2 separate regions of the Canis lupus genome follow, and region 2 is linked to region 1. Evidence: chromatin contacts called from public Hi-C data. All regions are on one chromosome and are shown on one strand. The core of a region is the stretch at or near the end of the contact, and the rest is flanking DNA. Distances in the headings are between cores, read along the strand shown. Region 1 overlaps ITPR1 (inositol 1,4,5-trisphosphate receptor type 1). Region 2 overlaps ITPR1 (inositol 1,4,5-trisphosphate receptor type 1).

Region 1 (3,490 bases), core at 36-2,535:
CAAGAGTGGCAAAGGGTTGATAATGATTGAAGCTGAGTGGTAGGTAAATGGGAATTTATAATACCTTCTCCACATTAGTGTAAGTATAAAAGGCTCATATGAGGTGAGAAAAAAAAAAAAAACAGGCAATGGGAAAGCTCAATAATGGTCTATGGAAGCCAAAATTCTCTTCAAGGAGGTTCTCAATATCGTATGTAAGAGTAGCTACTGTAGAATGCTTTCATATAATTGTGATAAATGGCCGTCAAGTATGGCATACAGTCGCAAATAAATCATTTATAAAGCTAAAACACTTACATTGTGGTGTCATTCTGAATATGATGGACAAATATTCAGTCCTTTAAATCAACTGAGTATCTATCCAGGTGCAAAAAAAATACTTAAAGACCAACCTTGACGTGTCTTCTATTTCCCATGTCCCCGTCTAACTCTCCACACTCTTCTCCCATATCCCTTGCCCAAATAGGCCCCCCTTTACATCCCAGCCTCGGGGTGGCTCCCTGAACACATGCTGCACCTCCAGCCTCTGTGCACTGTCCCCATGGCCATTTAAATTTATGTCCACGAAGACTTTGATGCTCTCCTCTTTGAGGAATGCAGCTCAGATCCTTTCTCCTGTGTGGGCTGGACTTAGCACTGCTTCTAGGAGAATACAGAAGCGATGGCGTGCTGACACTTGGTCCTAAAAGGCCCTGCATCTTCCTCCTTGCACGTGCATACTCGCCCTCTCTTCAGTCATCTACTATGAGGAATCCACCCTCCATGCTGTGTGGAACTCAAGCAGCTCTATGGAGAGGTTCATGTGGAGAAGAAGTGAATCCTCCTACCAGCAGCCCCGTGAGTGAGCAGAGAAGTGGATCCTCAGGGTCTACTCAGCCTTCAGGTGAGGCGGCCCTAGCTGCCAACTTGACAGCAGCCTCATGAAAAACCCTGAGTCAGAAACACCCAGCTAAGGCACTCCCAAACTCCAGGCCTTGAGAAACTGTGAGGACATAAATATTTACTGTTTGAAGCCACTAAGTTTTGAGGTCATTTGTTATACAGCAAGATAATGCAACTTACATACCCTGCATGGTGGGAAAATAGTAATTCCGCCCCCCCCCCCCCCCCCCCCCCCCCCCCCCCCCCCCCGCCCAACCACCACCACCACTAAGACATCCACATCCTAATTTTCGGAATCAATGAATATGTTACCTTTTGTAGGCAAAGGGACTTCACAGATGTGATACAGTTAAGGATCTGGAAATGGGGAAGTTATCTTGAATTGCCCAGCAGGCCCAACATAATCACAAACACCCTTAAAAGTGAAAGAAGGGTGTGGGACAGTCAGAGGCAGAGTCATGCAGCGTGAGAAAGGCTCTCCTGGTCACGGCTGGCTTTGCAGATGGAGGAAGAAGCTCAGAGCCAATGAATGCAGGAAGCCCCTAGAAGCTAGACAACAAAGCTAGAGCCTCTAGAAGGTATCCTGCTGACGCCCTGACTGTAGCCCAGTGAGAGCCTTTGTATAGTTCTGGCCTCTGGAGCTCTGAGGTAGTAGATGTACGTTGCCCTAAGCCTTCCAAGTCTGCGGTAACTTGTTAGAGTAGCAGTGGGAAATAATACACCTTCCCTGTCCCCTAACTCTTAGGCCTGTGTTTATCCAAATCCTATCTATCCTTCCAGATGTTGCTCAGATCCCACCTTTCCTCAGAAGCCTGCCTTTCCCACATTTCCACAATGTGTCACTGCTTGATTACGGCCCTGCTCCTTGTCAGTTGCCTCAATTACAACCACTTAAAAATATGTCTGTGTTGTCGGCCCCCATCAGATGGTAGGTTCACACAGGATGGAATCATAGCTTCCAGATGTTGAATCCCCCACTGTACTATTTGTAGCATGTCTTCTACTATTAGGGGTACAAGTTGGCTGGATTGATATACTGGCTACATCACAGCCAGAAGATAGGGTGCCATGACCCCAGGGAGGCAGGTCAGCCTAATGAACTACACCAGGGCATCGCTTGGTAACCCTCTTTCCTAGCCTCTGTGTCTGTTCTTCTGAGGGAACTGGGCCTTGCCGGGGGACCTGGACTCTGTGTATATAAAAAACAGAATAGAGCTGGGGAGCTCTATTTGGACGGGTGTGATAACCATGAGGGAAAATCCCAAGCAGGAAAATGTCAGCATATGCAACTCTGCCTCAATTTCCTCTTTCACTATATTCCCGTTTTCTTGGCCCAGAGTTTTCACTTCACTGGGGCTGGGAAATTGAGGACAAGGGGTCAGGGAGGCACAGGTGAGGGAGGATGTGAGTGCATGGAGGGGGTGTGCATGTGTGCATGTGTATGTGTTTGTATTTTTTTTAATGTGCATGTTCTGTGAGGCGCAGGGAAGGAAGGGGGCTTCAGGAGAGCAGAGGAACTGAGTATCTTAGCACCTGCAGAAGCAATCACTAAGTGACATCACTCTCAGACTTGACTTTCTATCTGAGGCCTGGCTACAGAGGCACCAAAGTGCAGGTGATTCTAAGATGCTTTCAGGAAAGGGGAAGGCACTTTCATGAATAAAGCAGAGCTTTTCCCCCCTGCACATTTATTAGAAGAGAAATAAGCTACTTAGAGGGGAAAACATATTTCATTTTAATTGCACTTCTAATGAGTACATTTCTCCTCCCATATGCATATCATGTTTAATTCAGTTACTGTTTTCAATTTCTCTCTTACCAGCAGATAGCTTTGAAGCCAATTAAAATCTTTCAGTTGACAACTATAGCTGCGTTTACGCTTTACTGAAACGAAAACTGTTTCTGAAACAAAGGTGGACTAAATAAGCGAAGGTATTAGCTGCAATGCAACACAAATCTTGGAATGATGACATGGCTACTCCACAATCCACCCATCTTAATCCCCCACTTTCCAGGTAAGGAAGGGTCTGGGAACAGTGAAGTCATCTGCTCAGGGTCACACAGTCAGTGGGTGGCAGAGGTGGAATGGGAGTGAGATCCCCCCATTTCTTGGGGCTGAGGTCTTCCCATTGTGCCTGGCTGAAGACAGCGCCTCAGTAAGAGAGACGATAAGCTATCTCACCTCACCAGAAGAGGAGAAACTCCCTCTGTCAGTTCGTAAGCCTGTTGGGGGGCCTATACAACGTTTATATATTTTTTTAATAGGCTCTCAGAATTGTGAGAATGAATATATATCTGAGCGGTCTTAGTAGACCCATACACTGACAAGAGTGAAGTCACAGTTTTAGTAACTATGGTGGAGGTCTGGATACGTGAATTCAGGGTTAACCCTTGAAGCTGGAATCACAGACAAGCCCAGCAAACGTAACAGCTGAAAATATGAGTACAAACTGAATGGGGTCTATGTCTACCTTATTTTGGTATATTTTTTATTTATCTGTTCACCCAAGCATTGTACTATGCAGCTGTTCCAGGCTACTCACAACACTTGAGCTAGAGGAGCCTGCATGGAGTCCTCAGTAGGCCACAGGACACCCTGGTATCAGCT
Region 2 (3,448 bases), core at 814-3,313, 63 kb after region 1:
TCTAGACATTGGTTCTTTGTGAACCTGAGCCAGGCACTGAATTTCTCTGGCCTTCCACGTTCTGACCTGTAGTTCATGGAGATTGGAGCAGATATTCTTTAGGATTTCTTCCAGTTAAAACATTAAACAATGCTTTGTATATTTTCAGTAAACTTCATTTCATAATATCTAACAGCAAGTTCCCTAAATATAATACAACTTGCTAGGACATACAATGATTTCAGGCATGGCAAAGGCCAAACCTTATCTATCTGGCATATAATTTGGTAAAAAAAAAAAAAAAAAAAAAAAAAAAAGACAGCCTTTACCAGTACTTCCTCCTATGAGGATTTCAGCTCTATTTCCTTGAGGATGAGGTTATTTCATGCAGTTAAGCTGCAATTTTGAAAAACAGAAGCAGATTTATAATTAGCTACATTGTTCAAATAAGATAATAGCTACATAAATATATAATGCCAAAACCAGAACATAATGTTTAATAAGTGAATGAAGTGATTTTCTCAGGACATTTTTATTATCAAGTTAAATTGTTTTACATGAAGGGTCATCCTCAATGACCATACATTAAAGAGGGATGTTTTGAGAAAATGGTCATTTCTGATTTTTGACAAGTCTTGTTTTCCCTACCTAGTCCCAGGATCAGTCACTATATTCAGGCGCTGATACCTCCAATCAAGGCAAAGTCTCCCAAACCAGCAAATGATGGAGAGTGGTTATTGAACTTAGAAACTCATGACTGTATTCTATTGCCTTTTCATATTTCTTCACTGATCTTATGTCTTCCCAGGGCTTTTAGATTAGGTCAGCAAATCTAACCAGAGGAAAAAGATTTCAAATGACTATCTTTGAAATAGAAATTCAAGGGATCCCTGGGTGGCTCAACAGTTGAGTGTCTGCTTTTGGCCCAGGTAGTGATCCCAGGGTCCTGGGATCAAATTGCACATCAGGCTCCCTATGGGGGGCCTCCCTCTCCCTCTGCCTATGTCTCTGCTCTCTGTCTCTAATGAATAGATAAATTCTTTAAAAAAAAAATCAAAATGAATCTCAAGTCACTGAATCCCAAGCAGCCACAAATTAAGGCACCAAAACTATGGTATTTTAATAGTAGCCAGGTATGTGTTTGTAAGAAACTGACACACTTGTTTGTAATATCTAACATACCTAACATTTTATTGAAGGATGAATTTTTACTATAAACAAAGGAAACCATACCTTCTCATCTTAAAAAAAAAAAAAAAGCTCTGAGTCTTCCTAGAGTTACTATTTCCGGTGTATGTACAACAGCACCCACTCACATACCTACGTACACTTCATGTATGCCTCCAACAGGCTAGCACAGACCACAGCCTTGTAAAAAAACCAAAAACAAACAAAAACACCTTTTGTCTTCTGCTGCCATCAACATAAATCATTCCATTAACCATGAGCTTCTAGAATTTTCTTTTGAAAGATGAAGTCTCCTTCCATGGACCATCCCCAGCAGAAGCTGAATACAGTTCAAGAAATGCAAATATGTTATAGCCCTCATATTCAGCACATCAAAGGGAACATATGAACTCCAGTACCCTTGAATCGGCCTCCAGTTCCTTTTCACCCACTCAAAACCTCAGAGGAGGGAAATCAACCAACCAGCCAACAGTGAACACACTTGCAAATATGTTTGCTGGGACCCATCCTTCCTGAGCCTTTGCAAACCCACCTTAAGAGATGAGAAAGCTTTAAAGAAAATTGAGTTAAAATATGTGATCTAGCATTTCAGAACAATTTTAAACTTTCACATCTGCTAACACAATGTCCTTTATTAACGGCATTTGTTTTTAGAAACAAAGAAGTAAAAATTTAGTCCCAATGATGTAGTTTCACCTTTACAGAACACGTTCATTGGAACTTAATAGCAAAATTCATTTTTAAAAAACACATTCTAACTTGACTAAACTATACAATTTCAGTCATTGTGTAATAATCTCAGTATCAAAACGCACACACACATAACTCCCCCAAATCCTCCTGCAATAGCTTCTGTGCGCTCTGAGTGGAGCTTGCTTGCTCTATGGTTGCTAGTGTCTAACAGTAAACAGCCCCGCTGCATTTATTGGCAATTACTGCTGAAGGTCACACATCAGCAGTGAGCCTAAATTCCAGGAAAAAAAGCAGCTCTTATGTAACTGCCGCCTGAATGTTGGCAGGTGCCCAACCCAGCAGTTCACAGCAATGTAAAAAAGTAGGACACCTCTAGCCTGGGTTGGATGTCATGAGAACGCCCCCTGAAGGTGAAATTTAATAATTCTTGTGTTTCTTCCCCCCCCCCCCCCACCACCACTCCCCCTGAATTTTACAAAATTCTCCATCAGTAGCATACTTTGCTTGCAGAAGCACCTCAAGGTGGGATAAATTGAGGGCTCACTTTAAGCAGGCTGCAGCCACCCTGAACAAGTGGGAATGCCACTCTAGCTTTTCTGTTGCAATGCAGGAAGGCCATGTTGCTAGCTGACACCAGAGGCTCTGGAGATTTCATGGTTCCAAGTGACAATGATTAAATGGGGATCATATCTCAGACATGAAGAAATGCAGCATGTCCCACTGAGCACATACTTTCTAAACATACCATTCCCTTCAACAGACACATACATGAAAATGAGGTGGATTACTGTTTTGCCTACCACTTCCACCTCAGGTTTGAGTATTGGATTGAAATCATCTGTTCCGTGAGCACAGCACTTTACAGTTTAGAAAGGTGATTCACACGATTACCTGCTGGTGCTATCCACCTGGTGCTTGTTACCTGACTTTCCTGTTCGGGCAGAAGTTCCCAAACTATAGGTGTTCAACCCCCTGCACTTCTCCATTCTAGCAATTCTCATGATTGACAGCTGCCACTGAACATTAGTTTGTACTGCTGCCCATCTCCTCCACAAAACTGTGAATTTCAGAAGGGCAAATGCTATGTCTACTTGGAGGCACCAACATATTCATACCCCCTCACACCATGCCTGGAAGGTAACAGGCACTCAAATATTAGTCATATATTGGATGTCTTTAGCATTAATTGGTATCTGTTTAAAGCCAGAAGTGAGTACATGGGAATCTTCTGGGGATGATGGAAACATCTCCTATCTTGATTTGTGTGTATACATATATAGCAATTGATCAAGCTATAAACATTAAAAAAGAAAAAACCCTCCTCTTCCTGGTTTCAAATGAAATTTTGTCCTAGAAGACAACTAGGAGGGCTCCATACCATGACCTTTCCTTACAGAGACTCCGAACTCTGTCCTCATTTCACCCTGATTTCTCAGAGCACTGACAAGAGACACGGAGGCACTATGCTTTTTCACGAGTCTTTCACAGTACATCTCCTTCCTTGAGATGCCCAAGTGGCCTCTATCATCAAAAGGCAGTGGTCCTCCCCCAATCAGGGTTTCACGGGATCACCATATATGCCTCACAC

What was found. Hi-C and Micro-C count contacts between places; a contact is called where the count stands out from the background.
Region 2: a Hi-C map of blood shows a contact between it and region 1, with 2.3 times the contacts expected there. The contact joins two enhancer-like sites. A contact is called at or near these places in 4 of 9 Hi-C or Micro-C datasets (blood and liver).

The regions. Positions count from the first base shown.
Region 1 is chr20:12,871,681-12,875,170 of UU_Cfam_GSD_1.0, forward strand. The region is part of intron 51 of ITPR1 (inositol 1,4,5-trisphosphate receptor type 1); the gene reads right to left. Among named protein-coding and RNA genes, the nearest start is that of BHLHE40, 150 kb to the left of the region's middle. Within about 2 kb of position 1,286, at least 2 of the 20 cell types and tissues checked have an H3K27ac peak or open chromatin away from gene starts, as enhancers often do. A contact at or near this core is called in blood, where this site is marked.
Region 2 is chr20:12,934,333-12,937,780 of UU_Cfam_GSD_1.0, forward strand. The region is part of intron 39 of ITPR1 (inositol 1,4,5-trisphosphate receptor type 1); the gene reads right to left. Among named protein-coding and RNA genes, the nearest start is that of ITPR1, 200 kb to the right of the region's middle. Within about 2 kb of position 2,064, at least 11 of the 20 cell types and tissues checked have an H3K27ac peak or open chromatin away from gene starts, as enhancers often do. A contact at or near this core is called in blood, where this site is marked.